2 separate regions of the Triticum aestivum genome follow, and region 2 is linked to region 1. The links are chromatin contacts, called in public Hi-C maps. All regions are on one chromosome and are shown on one strand. Each heading gives the region's core, a stretch centred on a gene start, on an enhancer-like site or on the middle of the called end of the contact. The rest is flanking DNA. Distances are from core to core; before and after follow the strand shown.

What was found. A called contact is a pair of places that touch in the nucleus more often than the background predicts.
Region 2: a contact with region 1 is called in a Hi-C map of leaf, with 4 times the contacts expected there. The contact joins the promoter of LOC123144036 here to the promoter of LOC123144032 in region 1. A contact is called at or near these places in 3 of 5 Hi-C or Micro-C datasets (all in leaf).

What each region holds. Positions count from the first base shown.
Region 1 is chr6D:123,566,087-123,569,478 of IWGSC CS RefSeq v2.1, reverse strand. LOC123144032 (BRAP2 RING ZnF UBP domain-containing protein 2) reads right to left here and starts at 1,769. Exons shown (of 12, transcript XM_044563045.1): 1 at 1,519-1,769; 2 at 1,310-1,425; 3 at 947-1,055; 4 at 731-845. The coding sequence starts at 1,707. LOC123144033 (a long non-coding RNA gene) reads left to right here and starts at 1,889. Exons shown (of 2, transcript XR_006471219.1): 1 at 1,889-2,055; 2 at 2,670-3,193.
Region 2 is chr6D:123,914,262-123,917,653 of IWGSC CS RefSeq v2.1, reverse strand. It overlaps LOC123144036 (homeobox protein knotted-1-like 2), which reads left to right and starts at 1,631. Exons shown (of 6, transcript XM_044563050.1): 1 at 1,631-2,023; 2 at 2,686-2,806. The coding sequence starts at 1,718.

The DNA.
Region 1 (3,392 bases), core at 520-3,019:
AAATTCAAAATCCTATTGCTTGGGCTTAGGTAAATAGTAAGAAAACATATGTTCTACGAAGCTAACAAATAGGCATGGAGTAACCTCAAGGGAGTAACACCTATATATCATGAGTTAAACATAAAATGTGTGGTGGATCGTTTACATGTAACAGTTGTAAAGATGCACATGACACCCATTGCCAAAGCGCTTAAAACTATACTGCGACAGGCCGACAGCATAGCATAGGCAAGAGATCATCTTGCCTTCTTGGCCTCATATACTTGCATTTTAAATGTATATGCATGACAATCACAAAATTACACATCAGGGGTTAACAGCAGTTACAAGACATAAACAAGCTAAAATAATGCATATCAGCACGGATCAAATGGGGTTTAAATATTCAACAGCACTAGCATTAGGTGAAAGCTTATAACGTGACTTAAGTTTATTAGAGGAATAGAGATGGCAAAGATACATGCTTCAAAATCAGGTTCCACTTATGTGACATACATTTATTATATGACACACAGGCCATGATGTGGTTTACATCCTAACATCAGCACACTGCAATCATGTCTCTTTCTCATATTAGGTGAATTATGGCATAATTCAGAAATGTGGTTAGGCAAACATTCTACCATTTTAAAGAACTAAAACTGCACAAAATTATTTCAGACAACAAACAAAATGTGGTATTCTAATTTTCTAATACATAGCTAGATTAATTCAAAACATCTCCACATACCTAGACACACTGGGCAAGTAGGCTGCTCAGCTGAGCTCGTAATCGAGCTATGGGCATGCTCGATCAATTGAGTGTAGTGCACGTCTTCCACAAAACGTATACGAGAAACATCACCCTGCAAACACATCAATCTCCAATTAATTACGATGGCATACATTTAATCACAGCAGCAGAAAAAACAAGTGTATATTCAGCAGAATTAGAAGAAACCAACACCTCCAGTGATGAGAACTGCTTTCCATTGAAGTGCTTGTAGAAGCTATCGGTGGAGCTCAGAGTGTCAAACTTTATGAGAACGCTATACTGGTCCTCCGCTCCATCAATCCTACATTATGAGCACCAATTAATACACCAATCCGCGCTTACATCAAAGTAGCTCAAGCCCCATCAAAGAGGCAAAGTTGGCCAGTTTTGAGGGCACAAGTCCAATACAGCACAACAAACGATGGGATCGAGGAAACTGAACCTATCTGAAGTTCAGAACCACTCGGACTGGACCAAGCTATGCGATCGAGGCCTTGGGCCAACGCAACTGCGCGAAGCTAAGCGAAGGCAGGCAGTGGTGAACAAGCGAGGTACCTGACGATGCGCATCTCGAGCATGTGGGGGACGAAGGAGCCGCAGAAGCGGCAGAAGTCCGCGTAGGTCATGTGGTTGGGCACCGCAGGTACGAACACCTGCGGCTTCCTCTCTGCCTACAAACACGCCGGGCGAGCGAGCGTTAGAGGTCACAACACCCAATACACGAACAGACAAAATACAAAAACCCTAGAACTGGGATAGCTTACCGGAAGATGAGATGACGAGGAGGAGGCGGCCGCGGCAGCGGTGGGTGGGTCGGGGTGGAGGAGGACGACGCCGCGGGTCTCCTCGATGCGGGGGTTCCCAGAGGAGAAGGGGACCGACTCGAGCGCGCGGGTGGATGAGAAGGGAGAGGCGGAGGGGGGGAGGGAGGCGGGATCGCCGGCGTTCGCCATGGCTGGAGAGGATAAGAAGCCTAGGGCAACGACGAGGAAGAAGGGGTTATTCGGAAAAGTTCCTGGCTCAACTGCTCCCAACTCCCAAGTCCTCCCCCTACTCGACCAGGTGGGGCCAACCTGGCAGTGAGATAAAGCGATGGCGTACGTAGTTGATTACCAATCGCGAGAGAATTCTGAAAAAAAAAAAGAGTAGAACGGTGGAAAAAAAAATGTGGAGGACACCGAGCTGATGCGGGGGAGGGGAGGCAGCGCCGGGAGGGCCTCCGCTGGCCCGGCGGCGGACCTTGGCGTCGGGGGAGCGGCTAGAATCGAGTTCTTTCCGGCTTCGGCTGTTTTTTCACCTATGTAAGTCAAAGCCGCAGAGAACTGGGCCAGTATTTTCCAAGTAGAAATGCACATCGCCTCTGTAAAAAAGAAGTTCATAATGCACTGCGCCTGTTGCTCGGGCCTCGCGTGCATCTTTGCGGTTGCTTCGGGTTGTGGCGGAAAGGTTGGGAAGGTCGGCATTACGTTACTGAAACTGGATAGTTGGTTGCCCGCCAAGTGGTCGACGTAATGCTGTGCGCGTTACAGTGCAGTGCAGCGCAGCTCAGCTATCCAGGGTTGGCGCCCATGCGATCACCAGATGGTGGAGTGCTCAGTGTTAAGGTTTGTTAGGTATGAGGTGTCCACTCTGTTCATGAGCTTTCGATGCCTCTTAGTGTGGGCGATGAGCGGAACGTGTCTAGGCTCTCAGAATTCAGATGATGAGCCTAGTTCCAAGTTTACCCGGCCATGGCAATAAGGCATGGTGGAACCTTATGCTGGTTGCAGTGGATAAGAGTGAACCGATGGCGTGTTGTTTTAGGATTTCAGTTCACAGATATCTGACTTACTACTGACTTGTTGTGTTTCTTGAAGAATTCACTTAGAATGTACTCTGTCATCATCTTCTAATTGGTTTATTTTGTCATTGTCAGGATGCGGATTTAGATTCCGATACATACATCATTCCCCCTTCAGGCTTGCTTGGATACACCATAGTCCAATTTGACCTTTTGGATTGGAAGGGATTTTAGTTCAATTTCACTGTTCGTTCGATGGGATTGAGAGATCCAATCAGCTTAGAGTGTGCCCAAACAGGCTACAGGATTCACAGTACTGTTGTGCAACTTTACACGATGGCATAAAGATTGGAAGCCAAATCTTTGATGGAATCTATGACTGTTTTGTCATAGGCAAGCTTTGGTTAGATCAGTTCCTTGTTCGTTTGGCCTCATGTATCTTCCAGGCTAGCAACTCATAGGCGTGAAATTCAGGCGTTCACAGCACAGTAAGTTTGTCCATGGGCAAAAGTATGTCTGTTCACCCATTATGGGACAGGTAAATTTTGAAGAAAAAAAAATCCTACCTTTCATATTCTGTTAGCTGAAATGTTAAACTATACACTATTCTACTCTGGTGTAATTTATCCTTTAGATTAATTGACCAGTTATTGTCCATATATACAGTTGAACTGAAGTGGAGTTAAAATATGTGTGCTTATATTGTAGCCTTGGTTACTTTACCGAGCAAGGTACAGAGGCTTATCATGCTCCCTGATGCATCAAAGTAATAGCCATAACTTTCATTCAGCTTACATGTTCAACTTAAAGTCCTAATCTCTTTGAAGTGATTGAATGTTTGTGCATGATAATCGCATA
Region 2 (3,392 bases), core at 382-2,881, 350 kb before region 1:
GTACTTCTCAAACCACCAAGAGATATTGGCAAAGGATCGAAGATCAATACTTCCGCATTATGAAAAACTATCCCAATAGGACTCCACGCACATTTCGGTCGCTTCAAGGTCGTTGCGAGAATATCAAACCTATGTGCAGCCGTTGGGCAGCTTGCTTGGAGCAAGTACGCAATGCACCTCCAAGTGGCACCGTGGAGTCCGACTATGTGAGTTTGTTTTGCCTTTGTTCAAGTTGTGCATCATCATAATGTATCAAGACAAATGATTGCATCACTTTTTTCACATTGTGTAGGACAAGATTGCTCAACATAGATACAAGGACATGGAAGCTTCGGAATGCAGATTCTTTAAATTAGAGCATTGTTGGGAGTTGCTCCAAAAGTGCGAAAAGTGGAAGTTGATCGACAAGGAATCCCCACCAAAGAGAGGCTCACTTACAAACATGGATGAAGATGAGGATGGCCCAAGAAATTTGCACAAGCCCGATGGCGACAAGAAGACTAAAGAGAAGATGAAAAGAGAGCAAGAAGCATCGAGCTTGAGGGAGAAGATTGATGCCATGGTGCAATCAAACGAGTTGATGTTGTTGAAGTCGTTGGAGATCAAGAAAGAGTTGGCCGAGAAGAAGGCCAAAGAGAAGTAAGAAAAATGGCAAATGCTCAAGGAAGAGGGGCTCCGCAAAGCTGCCATTGAGGAGAGAAAAGCACGCGCCTCTGAAAACAAATCGATGTCATTGTTGCTCGCCGAAGAGAACAAGATCATGTCAATGAACCGCAATGACATGGACGACGTCACCAAAACATGGCATGATATGGCAAGGAGAGAGATCTTGAAGAGGAGAATCGTTGCCTTGGCCGGTCCGTGTTCTAGTTCCGGTGATGTTTTCTCTGCACCATATGGTGTCAATGTGGATGATTTCGATGCGGGAGTTGGAACAAGCGACGGAGGTGGCTACGGTGGCGCCGATGAACTTCAAGATGGACTCCATGGCGCGGAGTGAAGATCGACCCCCAAGATGATGCCGGACATGGGCGCAAACCTTTGCATGCCCTCTTTTGCGTAATGAACTTCGCTTTTATTTACCCGCAAACTGTTTATGTCATTTGAATTTGAACTTGTTGGTGAAATCCTATGTCAAATTCTAGATTTACAGTTTTTCTGTTTGAGGGTCGTTGCGCTGGTGCCTGAGCAGAACCCGCATAGCCGACCCGTAAAAAAGCATATTCCGCGAATATTTTTTTTACGGATTCGTTTGTGGGTCTGCATCTGTGCCGGCCCGCAAAAGCGATTTTGCGCGAACTGCAAACGCGTTTTGCGGGCCAGCGGAATGCGGGGTCTGCTAGAGTTGCTCTTACTTACATAAAGTTGTTTTTATTTTCATAGATTTTTTAATACTAGTAATTTGGTCTCCACGCCGGCCAGCAGCTGTATCTCCTCGTCGGTATCGACGCCGTAGGGGGCACGTCTCTGCAGTCCACACCTCACATACTTTGACGAGCTCGTCGTCTCGCTCGCTCGCGGACAGTCGTCAGCCGCGACAAGGACGCCAACCCACCCTGCCATCCGTCATCCACTCCGCCCGTCCCTCCCACCCCCACCAACCAAAACCCACAACCGCCGAGGTCGTTGCGCCTCCCCTCCCCCCGAGCGCCTCCGCCCCCGCCCCCGCCCGCCCCCCTCCCCCTCGCCACCCGACGACGCGGCGACGGAGGGCTCGATGTCGTTCCACTACCCGGACCACGGGCTCGCGATGGACGCGGCGGCGGCCGCCGCGGCCGCTGCCTCGTCGCCAAACCCTAGCTTCTCCCCCGGCGGCGGCGGCGGGGAGAGGGAGAAGGCGGCCATCGCGGCCCACCCGCTGTACGAGCGGCTCCTGGAGGCCCACGTCGCCTGCCTCCGCGTCGCCACCCCCGTCGACCAGCTCCCCCGCATCGACGCGCAGATCGCGGCCCGCCCGCCCCCGCTCGCCGCCGCCGCCGCCGCGGGCGGGCCCTCCGGAGGCGAGGAGCTCGACCTCTTCATGGTATCTATGGCCTTCACGCCGCTGCCTATTTTTTTCCTGCGTTGCCACTGGGTGCCGTACATGTCTTCTATATATGCTTCGTGTGAACAATTGGAATTCGGAATAGAGAGAAATTGGGATAAAATTTGTGTAGGTTTTGATTAGGGCTAGTGATGGATTTGTGATGTGCTCCTTATGGTGAATTGGAGGGTCGATCTGACTAGTGGTTGCTGGTTATTTTAACAACACTACCAAATAGCCTTATGGATTTGTTTGTATGAATGAGACATGAAACCAAAGCAGATACAGCATATATCTTAGACTAAGGTTCATCGATATAGTGGCACCATATACTTGTTGAAGCAGTTAAGATACGCCATGGGTCATTGGTGGGCCTTTTTGTGGTATTAACAGCTTATTTGGCACACCTGAAATGTCATACTAGTTTACCTGCTCGCCTGTATGAATTGCCCATTTCTGTCTTTACTTCGGTCTTCTTTTGTAGTGCCCTTACGGCTACTGATCATCTAAAATGCTTGTATGTCGCATAACTAGAATTTCCTTTACTTTTCTGAAACTTGTATATCTTCTAAGAAATGAATATGTTGCTTACATCTAGCATAATGTTTTTTTCTGTGTACAATCCTTCTTATGGTTTCTAATTATCCTTCATTGGCTTGCAGACACATTATGTATTGCTTCTCTGTTCATTTAAAGAACAACTCCAGCAGCATGTACGTGTTCATGCAATGGAAGCAGTGATGGGTTGTTGGGAGCTTGAACAATCCTTACAAAGTCTAACAGGTAAATGAAAGCTTTTATCTGTGTATATTGCTTGAGCAGAGTAGCAGAAATTCTCCAGTATATAGTATGTAGTTATTTATAATGTGGAAACCAAAAAGCGTGGTGGCTAGTGAAAAGTGGAAGAAAAATGGATATCAGGCGGATAACATAATTAAAATTTAAAAAGGTTTCACACTGTAAACTTTGAGCGATAGGATTAACTGATTTAAGGAATTTCCAACTATCATAGGCCTACCTTTGATGCTTATGAGCTTCCGTTGTATGTTATTATACTTATATTCCTTACGATCCAAGAAAGGACCGGGTTCCACTATCGTACCAATAAAGGTGCACTGATCCAGTGCAAAAACAGAAAACAAAAGCAGTTCAGCTACCGCCCTAACACTAGCAGCACTAGAGGTTCGATCTAGATTTACAGCCAGAGAGGCATACAGCACCAAGGGCTGCAAAAGCGTCACTCCAGCCAACACCGCGTACAAAAGATGCCTAACACCTAAGCCAACCAGCAACTTTCAGGATCATGAACAGCAAGAGCGAGCATCCATCAAAACACTCTCGGTCATCAAGTGCACCGTGAGAAGGATCA